Regions from separate parts of the Mus musculus genome. Here region 2 is linked to region 1. The links are chromatin contacts, called in public promoter capture Hi-C maps. All regions are on one chromosome and are shown on one strand. The core of a region is the stretch at or near the end of the contact, and the rest is flanking DNA. Distances in the headings are between cores, read along the strand shown.

Region 1 (5,669 bases), core at 2,066-4,565:
ATATCACCCTACACACACACACACACCACACACACACACCACACACACACATACACACACATATACACACACACATACACACACACACATATATACACCACATATACACATACACACATACACATACACACCACATACACACACACACATATATATACACCACATACACACATACACACACACACATACACACATACACATACACACCACACACACACACCAATTAAGAAAGAGGGACGGAAGGAACAATGGATGGGTTTTTTAGGCTGAAAGCCCAATTAATTCCCAGCACAAAATATGAAAATGCCCCTAAATCAAGGGCTGTTATTATTATAAAGATGATTCCAGAAAGGAAAGACAGGTCACAGGTAGAGAGAATTAGAAAGATAAATCTAAGCAGCCTCAAACCCTCAGCAGCAAGCCTTGAGCCAGAGAAAAACACGAGGGGCACTTTCAAAACTCCAAGGGATCGTTTATAACCTAACAGAGGATACCATGTTTGTCAAGCAAGTGTTTTTATAAAGCGGGGATATTTCAGACTCATGGCATAAAGGGAACATGTATCTCCCATGTCCCCTTTAAACCAAGAAGAAGGAAGGCGTGGGATGCATGGCCTAAGGCATCCCTGACCCAAAGAAAAGCGCTGGAAAACTCCAGACTGGAGGCAAAAGAGACAGTTTGCAGGGGGACAAGTTGGACAGGTCCAGCTGGCTTAAAAATCGTTTTATTTTTAAGAGTGGAGGAGGAGAGTGAGCCTATGCGTGTGAGTAGCTGCTGGGCATAGATGCTGGGAGCCGTACCTGGGCTCTGTGAAGTACTCTTGTGAAAGAAAATGGATGGCATTGGTGTGTGTGTGTGTGTGTGTGTGTGTGTGTGAGAGAGGAGGTCATAACAGCTGGCAGTCAGTAGACAAACTGACGATAAATGCCTAGAAAACTAAGCTAGTGGGAGATGGGATACAGAGAAATGCTGCTTATCTTTGGAAAAACCTAAACACTTGGGGGAGAGGTAATAGAGCTATCATACTGAATGGCTAAATTGTGATCGGCGCGCGCGCGCGCGTGTGTGTGTGTGTGTGTGTGTGTGTGTGTGTGTGTGGTCATCACTGCAGAAACAGTGAATATGTGTGATGGTTTGTATATCCTTGGACTAGGGAGTGGCACCATCTGAAGGTGTGGCCTTGTTGGAATAGGTGTGACCTGGTTGGAATGGGTGTGTCACTGTGGGTGTGAGTATAAAATCCTCACCCTAGTTGCCTGGAAGTCAGTCTTCCACTAGCAGCCTTTGGATGAAGACGTAGAACTCTTAGCTCCTCCTACACCATGCCTGCCTGGATACTGCCATGCTCCCACCTTGATGATAATGGACTGAACCTCTGAACCTGTAAGCCAGCCCCAATTAAATGTTGTTTTTTATAAGACCTGCCTTGGTCATGGTGTTTGTTCACAGCAGTAAAACTCTAACTAAGACAATGTGTATCCAACTAAGATTTCGGTGTGGTTCTACCAGGGCAGTAGCAGTTCTCAACCTGTGGGTCGAATGACCCTGTCCCAGGGTTGCAGGCCAGATACCCTGCATATCAGATATTTACACTATGATTTGTAACAGTAGTAAAATTGCAGTTATGAAGTAGCAACGAAAATAATTTTAAGGCTGGGGGTCACCACAGCATGAGGAGCTGTAGTAAAGGGTCACAGCATCAGGAAGGCTGAGAACCACCCTGCTAGGGGCTAAGAAGGGAAATGGATAATTGGGACACCTAGGTAAAGCAGAGATAAACAGTTGTTTTCTGCAGTAGGATGTTAACAGAGAGGATCCCAAGCAAAAAGAGGCAGCCGTATACTTGTGTTACTTAGAGATGTATATATATGTGTGTGTGTGTGTATGTGTGTGTATGTGTGTGGTGTGTATGTGTATGTGTGTATGTGTGTGTGTGTGTATGTGTATATGTGGTGTATATATGTGTGTGTGTGTATATGTGTGTGTATGTGTGTGTGTGGTGTGTGTGTGTGTGTGTGTGTGTGTGTGTGTGTGTGTGTAGGGTGATATAGAGTATCTCAACACAGCCTATGTTGGCTTTGAACTCAGCTAATATCTCAATGAACCAGACAAGAGTTTTAAAGATGTTGCTTCAGGGAAGGAATAAAAGAGGGAGTGGGGGTGGGTCTGGCTGTCCCAGTACCTCGTTCAGGTGTCACACTCTCACGCACTTTATTGATGAGGCTAAAAAGGTTTTCTACAAAGCAAACACAGAGCTCTTATGCTCCAGGAAACTACAGATGTCAACACACCTGTGACTCTGGGACCTGTGTCACAGAAACCTTGGACCAGAACCACACCTACCCCCAACCATCTCTCCTCTGTTCACAGTGAGACAGGGTTTTAAAATAGGGATCTCCAAACAGAATTAATAGAGCCCAAAGGCAGTTATCTCATTGTACCCGGAGTTGCAATAAGACAGAGTGGGAACCCTATCTTTTCAGACTAAAAGTTATTCCAGGAACATGTGTCAAGATTCAAATCTGTGACTTGGGGTGTGCTGTGGAAAGGCTGGAGAACGTGAGCAGAGGGAGTCATCCAAACAAAGGGTTGTTCCCGACACAGAGGCAGAGCAGCCTGAACCCCCAAATATACCATATAAGGTCTGAGTTCCACAGTTAGCTTATTGTGGAAATTAAAGGACTGAGTCGGTGTTTGGATGCCCGGCTCTGCTTGCTGGCCACAGCATTCTGACCATCCCTGTTCATCTAAACTTTCTGCTGGTTGATCCACGTCAGAGACTAACTGGGCTCTGGACTGAGCCCTCTTTGTGTTTATTTGGTACTAAGATTAATTGTAGCTGTGCCTAAGATTAGCTGGGGGCCACAACTTTGACTGAAGAGCCACTTTGGAGCAGAATCATGAGCAACGTCAAGAGCCTAAGCCAAACGACAGCATCCATAGGTCTTTTGGTTTCTGAGTCGGCACAAACACAAACTGTGTGCTGGAAGGGCCTTTTGCTTGTCTCTAAGCTGTGTGCAAACTTTATTTTTGTATTAACGGTACTTTCAGCTTCCCTCTGGGGCTTTTGTTTGGATGACAGAGGGTGAGGTACAACCACCTCCGACTTCAGTGAGGAGCAGGACACAACACCCAGGCTTTGTCCTCTATCAGCTTGATGCTTGGCTTTGGACAAATCTGGGGTTCCCAGAGGGATCTCAGTGGGGCCTTGCTTCCACAGTGAGTATCATTTGGTAACCCTCTATTATGCCTGGCCTGGCTTCCTAGCCCAAGACGGACCATGTGGGTTTCAGGATTGGTTCTAAGACCCAAGCCAGCCAGTGGCTGAGTACACACATGGAAAACATCTGCGAGTGACCAGCCCCACATAAAATCCTCAGGGCTACAGTCTTCCTGGAGTACTTTCAAGTTTATTCCCAGGAGACAATGTAGGCCGCCAAGTGCCCTAGAACCTCCTCCATGCAGGAGGCTGGAAAAAGTTGCAAAGAACTATTAGTTTGAGATCTAAACATGTCAGTATTGCTGTGATAAAAGTACTCCAAAATTCTACTCTGCTAAAAGCTGTCCCTTCGGGTTCTTTTCTGAACTTTTGCATGAGGAAAACTTCTTCAAATGACTCATAGGCATTTATATGACGCTCAGAACCACCCCACTTAGGCCTTCGTTCTCTCTGACACGAAACACATTTCACTGGAGTTGCTGGTTGGGAACAATGACTCTTGAGGACTTAGAGCTCCATTATCAAACTCTCTTAAGCTTTTGCTACTACGTTGGCTTTCACAAGGTAGAAGACTTCCTAGGCCTGGTGTAGAAGGTCTGCTGCTGTTTGTGCCCCGATCTAAAAAACTGTTACGAGGTGTAGCATTTGAAGTGAAAAGAGAGTCAGAACCTTTAGCTAGCAAGCATGCTGGTGTCACGTACTTTTCTCAAGAGTTTGAGGCTCTGTCTAGCAACCAGCAGAAAACATGGGAGCTGGGGATGAGCGCCTGCTGCCCAAGCATGATGGCTGGGCTATAGAATCTCCCAGAACTTATGTAAAGTTCAGGGAAGGCTGATGGCTAACTGTATCTTAGGGCTTTGGGGGTCGAAGCCAGGATTATTGGGGCAACTCTGTATTCACCAAAAGAACATCAAAACAGGAAGGTGAGGTGGGAGAGCACACCTTTAACTTTTTTTGTTTCACTTTTTATATTTTTTTTAGTCATAAAAATATATTTTGAAATATAAACTTTGTAAAATGGGAGAATTTTGTTTATGAAAGATGTCATGAGTTAAAGGCCAGGAGGTCGTGGTTTGGAGTCCCTGACTGAGGACAGGACAAGGGCGGGCATTATCCAATGCCCTGGCAGCTGTGGTCATGAGCAACTGGTCTCCTTCATCACAGCAGCTTATTCCACGGCCTTTCATTTTGGAGCGAAGGTTTCTAGTTCCAGTTCGTCATGCTACCCAGACTCCTTTAGGTTCTATGACAAGATTAGACTGTCTTAGAAGCTGAATATCACCAGCACTGTAACTGCAACTAACAAAAGCAGGGTAAACATTTTTTTTTCTCTAGGCATCACTTAGACCAAGTTACATTTTTACGTGACCTAAAACACAAAATACATAAATATAAGAATAGTGAAAATGGATATTCTCTTCCTTTTGCTTATTATATCACCTGTCCAACAAAAACTCTGGTGTCTATTGTGTGGCGGGTGCCCTGTGTGGCCCAGATGCACCCTAGTTTCCAGTGAGTAGTCACTAACCTGTGTGGGAGTAGATATACCACAAGGCCCCCGTCAGGAGTGCTCCGATCACAAATGCTGCAAACGCAATGCCCATCACGGTGAGCGTGTCCAGGCCGTGGAAAATCTCTAGAAGAGGGGAAGAGATACATACATGATGTCAAGCTGTCTGTTTCACACTTCAGCTTCATTCTCACTTCCCAAGCACGGTCACAGTAAGATCAGAGATAATAATTACAGTAAACTCTATATTTTGTTACTGGCAAATCTGCTGACAAAGGAAAAGATGGATTGATTGGGCTTTTACATATTCTGTTTGCAATTTATTCTGAGCAAAGTGATTTTTTAAATAAAAAATTTCCAGCTTATTTAATTTACTTTGTTTGTATGATTCTTTTGCCTGCATACACTTAAGTGGACCATGGGTGTGCCCCTTGAATCTCCACGGACCATGGGTGTGCCCCTTGAATCTCCTATCTTAGAACTGGGGTTCTGCATGGGTACGGGCCACCGTGAGGGTGCTCGGGACCCAACTGGGGTCATCTGCAAGAGCAACAAGTGCTCTTAATCACTGAGCCACCTCCCCAGCCCCCCAAAATGTCATTTTAAAAAATAAGATTTATAAATGCCGTGATACTTTAAATCTGTGGTCTGAGAACCTCGGTAACGTGAAAAGTCACAAGTTACAATACTTTAGACGGTAAAGAACCAGGAGTGCACGGCCTTAGTCCCGGCACTCGGGATACAGAGCAGGCAGATCAAGATGAGTTCACGACCAGCCCCGTCTATACAGTGAGCTCCAGGCCAACCGAAGCTACACAGTGAGACCCCATCTTTTAAAAAAAAGTAAACTTCCCACTATCAAAATCAGCCTTGTTGCTTCTTCCTTGGGTGGTTGTAAGCAATGAGGCTCACCGTAGCCTTAGCGGACTCTGAAGTGTT
Region 2 (5,669 bases), core at 1,896-4,395, 83 kb after region 1:
TAAAGGTGCTTGCCACCGAGCTTATCAAGCTGAGTTTGACCCTGGAGTCTCCCACAAGCTATCCTCTGCTCTGTTGAGATGATAGCACTCACACTCACACACAAATAGTGAGTGTAATAATTTCTTAAGAAACATTGTTTTATACCTCTACAATAGTGAGACGTCAGTAACCAGATTTTCCAGAAAACATAACTAATGAGAATTTCCCAAATACAAATTGTGAATATGGTAGACCATGCCTGTCATCCCAGGACTCAGGACCCTGAGTTAGGCAGATGGAATGTTTGTGGCTAGCCTGAGCTCTACAGTAAGCCACTGTCTCGAAAACTAACCAAACAAATATTTGATAAGTAAATTTTAATCACCAGATTTAATGTTATTTGCCAAGGTTAAACTGTGTATCCGCATATGTATTTGTTCATTCAAAACATTTATTCCATAAATATTCGAGTGCTCACTCTGTGCTAAGCATGGCTTTAGCTGCTGGGAATATCAGCAGGCAAAAAAATGTCTACCATTCTGGGTATTCTACTTGAAGAGAGAAAATACACATGTTCAAAGATTAGTCCCAGATGATATGAATTATTTTAGAGATAAAACAGGGTTGGATGCTGTGGTGGGAGTCAGGTGTGGGGGAGTCGGGGAGGCTGGTATTGTAAATGAGTGAGGAGCAAAGGCCTCAGTGCAGGGAAGACACCCCAAGTCCCTGCAAGTGTCCTTCTATCTTGCGTGCGCCGGACTGGCCAGCAGTAACAACGCTGCAACAGAATCCTTCTGCACACGTTTATTGGGAGAGCTTGATTGCAGAGGCGAAGAGACCCTGAGCCCAGAACTGGTGCTGCTTATATAGGCCTAGGAGAGGCATGCCTCACACCCGGATTGGTTATGCACTATGCCTCATTTGCATGTTCCTCATCTGATTGGCTACTCTCTCTCTCTCTCTCTCTCTCTCTGTTCCTCACAGAGCCTCATTATCATACCTCATTTGCATGTCTCACATCTGATTGGTTATATTCTCAAAGCTTCATTATCATGCCCGGGTCAGGCAGTGTCTTGGCAAAAAGCTTTACTGCATATGTACACATTGGTTGTTTGTCCAAACTTATGCGTGGTGGCCAGCAGTAGTCAGCGTCACTCTGCAACGGCACATGTGGCTTCCCACACTTCTAGGCAGATGCCACTCTAGAAATGATGAGGAACCATCTTAGAAAGCTGAACGGATGGGTTTTGTGATAGGGCCGAAGCTTTTAAAAAATCGTGTTGGCTGTTGTTCAGAGAATAGATCGTATTAGCCTATAAAGATAGTGACTGGCATTTATTGGGTGCTGGTTTGATTCCAGCTACTGTTCTGTCTTTTTTTTTTTTTTTTTTTTTTTAAATACTTCTTTGCCATAGCGACCCAGGAAGCAGATTGTAACATTATCCCAGGAAACAATGCAGAGAAAAGTAACTTGGGCCAAAGCAAGAAACTTAGTTTCCAATGTGAGCACTCTATCCCAGACCTTGAATGCTCAAAAGACTGGGTCAGAAATGGCCATATTTCAAATATAAACATGGTGGTTCAAACCACAGGTAAAGGCCAAAGGCAGTCAGATTCACAATAGAGTCCCATGATAGAAGAAATGGGACTGGATTTGAGGAAACCTGGAAGTCATAGGTAACACCAGGGGTTGGGGTTGTCACGAGTGGTTGGGAGTGTTCTTTTCAGAAATGGGAGACACGTGGAGGGAACAAACTTGAGAAAACGGAGCTGAGTGGAACTCAGGATAATTCTCCAAACTAGATAAAATATAATATTCAGCTCAAGTGGCTGCCATGCCAACTAACCAAAAACCTAATGACATAAAACAACAGAAATTTATTCTCTTGATGTGTTTAAGGCTGGAATTCCCCAGTCAGCATTGCTGGGCCAAAGCCAAGGTGTCTTCAGAGATGCCCCTCCATGGGCTCTTGGAGAAACATTTCTGGTGTCTCGTCCAGTACCTTGGTGAGGGTGCCTTCTTTGGTTTGTGACCCCATCCCTCTACTCCCTGTCTACTGGGTCACACCAGCTTCCCCACTTCTGGCTATTTCATAGCATCTCACAAGGAAACTGGTGAGAGTACTTGGGCCTCCCAGATAATCTCCCCACTGAAAGGGTCTTCATCACATCTGCAGACTCTGTGTAAAGTAACATTCACATGTTTGGTGAGTTGGGATACAGGCATGTCTCTGGAGGTGTACCACTGTTAGAAACAGATAAATCCACAGTGTGAATAGAGTGAACAAGACAGTCTTCTCTTCTACGTGGGGATTTGATCTTCTGCAAATTCTATTAATCTGCAATCCTGGTGTGCCAATCACAATACACAGCAACTCATGTACTTGCTAGAAAAAATATTAAATAGCTGTCAGGCACCAATATGAGAGGACTTCCTGGAAGCACTGGCCAAGAAGGAACCATTGGTACCTATGGGCAAAGCTCCTACGAAGACATAGGACTTTTACATTACGGTAACATACATACAGAGCTGCGGGTGCACAGGCACAGGTACACACACATACACAGAGATGGAGACAGAGGAGAGACAGAGAAAGACAGAGATACAGAGGAGAGAGACAGAGAGACAAATGGGGAGGGGGGTAGAGAGAGAAAGAAAGAGGAATCTGCTGTCCTGACATCAGTTGTCATCCTTGTCCTATTGTGTCTCAGGTCTGAACAGTTCTCTAAAGCCAAGGAGACCCTCCCTTGTGTCTGTGGCCACAAGTTATAAATGTCATTTTAGTTAATTACTTCCATTCCTTCCTTCCACTGACCCCTTTACCACAGTTACCAGCAAGCAACAGAAAGAGAGCACTGGCCTCTCCTGTCCACCCCTGGGGCAGCCTCACACATTAGCAGAAAACTGCCTGACCAAGACAGGGGGGAAATCTGGAAAACAAAGGTGCAGCAAATCAACAAAAAGCATAGTTTCTGAATGGTACCGGGAGTAGTGCGCAGTCCTATAAACAGCTGCACTTACAGAGACTATACAGTGCAAGTATAGACTCCTGCACTGTGCCTACAAGGGGCCTCCCTCAGGATTACATGCAGAACCCTCAGCCCACATCTATGCTGGAAGTGTACAAGCTGGCTCATTACTCAGAGCCAAGATAAAGAAGAAATCTTTATGAGTACTGTAAGTATGAGTCATAAAAAATAGGAAACACATGTAGGCCGTATGCACAGTCACGGTACCAAGCCAGGAAACGTGTTTGGGAAACATACATAAGGACACGTGGCAAAACTGGACTCGAAATTACCCTTGTATGTTGCTCCGACAACACACCTAAAACGCTCACGGCAAGTCACCTAAAAAGCTCACGGCAAGTCACGGGTTCGTTTATCACTCTGTACTCTAACACACACAAATCACTTCCCCCATAAGAAAACAAGTTGGGCTTTTTAAAATGCAAATAGGAGGAAAGCTGAATCAATAAAATGTAGCTTGGAGCAGGCTTTGAAAGATTTTATGATTTGGCAAATTTGAACAGCTTCCAGTTAAAACACTGAGAATTAGATCTTTAACAGCATTTAAAATGAACAAGACTCTTTCAGAAAAATACTCGTTCAGAATGGCGCTCTTGCCATTTAGAGTCTCGCTATCCTAATATCCAGTGGTGGAAGAGTAGCTCTTCAAGCTTGTGAAAGCAGGAAACATAAACAAACAGCAACACGTGCACTAAACAGGAAAGGGCCGGCTCTGAGGTTTCTCCAGGATGCTGACCCCAAAAGGTTTGCATTTGGAGTCCAGCTGGTGACGCTGCTCCAAGAGTTGCGGAATCTTCGGGAGGTGGGGCCAAGCTGCAGCCCCAGAAGTGGAGCATTAAGGATGGGCCTTCAGGTTGCATACTGGGCCCCAGTCAGCCAGGATGTGAGCAATCGACCTTAGGCACCGGATACAAAAGCCAGAAGCAGCTCCTACTGCTGTGGTTTCCCTTGTGAGCACATGGGCGCACAGGCGAGCCTTCTTCCCTAAGAGGCATCACACAGGTATTTTGTCACAGCAACAAGAAGAGTAACTATGGCGGTCATGATTGCTCAGTGATTAGAAGTGCTTCTTCCTAAAGTCCAGCAATCTGGGACCAAAGACTAGAACCCACAGCAAAAGTAGAGAACTGTCTCCCAAATTGTCCTCTTACCTCCACACTCACACCCACATGTCTGTCTGTCCGTCCGTCCGTCTGACTCTCATACACACACACACACACACACACACACACACACACACACACACTTTTTTTTTTTTAAAAGGGAATTAAAATAATACTTAAGAGAAGGAGGCAACCCAAAGGCCTCACTCAGAAGCACAGACACGCAGGCCTCCTGACAACCTGCCTTCCTTACTCTGCCTCATCCGCACCTTCAAACACATCTGGATCTCCAAGACAACACTGTTGCTACACAGAAATACAGAAACAGGCCGAGAGGCATAACAGGAAAGAGAATTACAAAGTATTGTTTTGGACTTAGTGAAGTACTAAACTTATATAAGGCTTTAATAAAGTCACTGCTCTGTTAAAACTTATAATAAGCAAGACATCTCAACTCGAACTTCACCAAAAAAAAACTAAACAACTGCCAACCATTAAAATGACAATGGGAATGGATGCATACAGGGCACTCGATGCCCCACCCCCTCAATGTCCCTCCCCCTCGATGCTCCTCCCCCACTCTGCCTTTCATTTTCAGCTCTCAGCTGGATCTCTTTGCTCCTCTCCCCCAAAGAACCTGTGTGTGTGCGCGCTCACAGAAATCAAAGGCTCATCTCTTTAAGATAGTGATCACTTAAACCAGCACACGGATATTGACCCTGTGGCAGGCCCAAGGCTAGGCAAATGAAACCCACAAAGGGTCTGGGGTATGTACACACCTGTCACCAAATAGAAATTCAAAGTTAATGTACACAGAGGGATGTTTGGGCTCCAGGGAAGAGGCTACCCAGTGATCCGGGAGCCTGATGCTGGCTTTGGTCTTGGATCTCAGATGCATAAGCATCTTCTCTAGTCTCTCTCGTCAACGGGAGCTGAAGCTATCTATTAAAGAAGACCTCCCCTTCCCTTCTCCACCCCATCCTTCACCTCCAGTAGATAGAAATGTTCTAGGTGCAGCTGAAGGACCATTGTGCTTGGAAATGTTCCAGACTCGGCTAGAGGACTGTCACATTTGGAAATGTTCTAGATGCAGCTGAAGGAACATCACATTTGGACTGACAATGTCTTTCCAGTATTGCTGTCGCTGTGATGGTAGCAGGCAGGGACTCAGCTAGGTCCTGAAAGCTAGAGGCATTTCAACACAGTTCCATAATATCCTCACCCACAATGAATCCTTACAGAAGCCAGCTTTATTTCCATAAGAAAGAGCAAGCCCTACTCTTTCGGCTTCAAGCTGGACTACCTAGTATCCAAGCCTTTCAGACAGAATGAAGCCATCCCTGGGAAGGACGAGTTAGCCTTGAGATCCAGCTTTAGCCCCCCACTAAGCTGGAAGGAAAAGGCAGGGCACACGAGTGCAGTGGAGGTCAGACTCACTGTCTTCCAAACACAGAGTCAGGCTCCTGTGTCTTTAAGACCAGACCCTCATAAACGGCTTGCTTCTGCTGGACACCATGCTCTAAGTAAACAGGCTCTTCTGGCCGACACACAACTTC

The links. Capture Hi-C pulls out chosen DNA fragments and counts their contacts.
Region 2: a contact with region 1 is called in a promoter capture Hi-C map of adipose tissue. The contact joins two enhancer-like sites. A contact is called at or near these places in 6 of 484 Hi-C or Micro-C datasets (brown adipocytes, cranial neural crest, embryonic fibroblasts and 3 more), 2 of 115 datasets of contacts at active chromatin or transcription factors (heart atrium and neural progenitor cells) and 2 of 9 other capture datasets (adipose tissue and pancreatic islet).

The regions. Positions count from the first base shown.
Region 1 is chr5:107,113,671-107,119,339 of GRCm38.p6, forward strand. Tgfbr3 (transforming growth factor, beta receptor III) reads right to left here. Exons shown (of 17, transcript NM_011578.4): 16 at 4,749-4,856. Among named protein-coding and RNA genes, the nearest start is that of Gm42146, 22 kb to the left of the region's middle. Within about 2 kb of position 3,316, at least 38 of the 459 cell types and tissues checked have an H3K27ac peak or open chromatin away from gene starts, as enhancers often do. A contact at or near this core is called in adipose tissue, embryonic fibroblasts and uterus, where this site is marked.
Region 2 is chr5:107,197,301-107,202,969 of GRCm38.p6, forward strand. The region is part of intron 3 of Tgfbr3 (transforming growth factor, beta receptor III); the gene reads right to left. Among named protein-coding and RNA genes, the nearest start is that of Tgfbr3, 89 kb to the right of the region's middle. Within about 2 kb of position 3,146, at least 120 of the 459 cell types and tissues checked have an H3K27ac peak or open chromatin away from gene starts, as enhancers often do. A contact at or near this core is called in adipose tissue, embryonic fibroblasts and uterus, where this site is marked.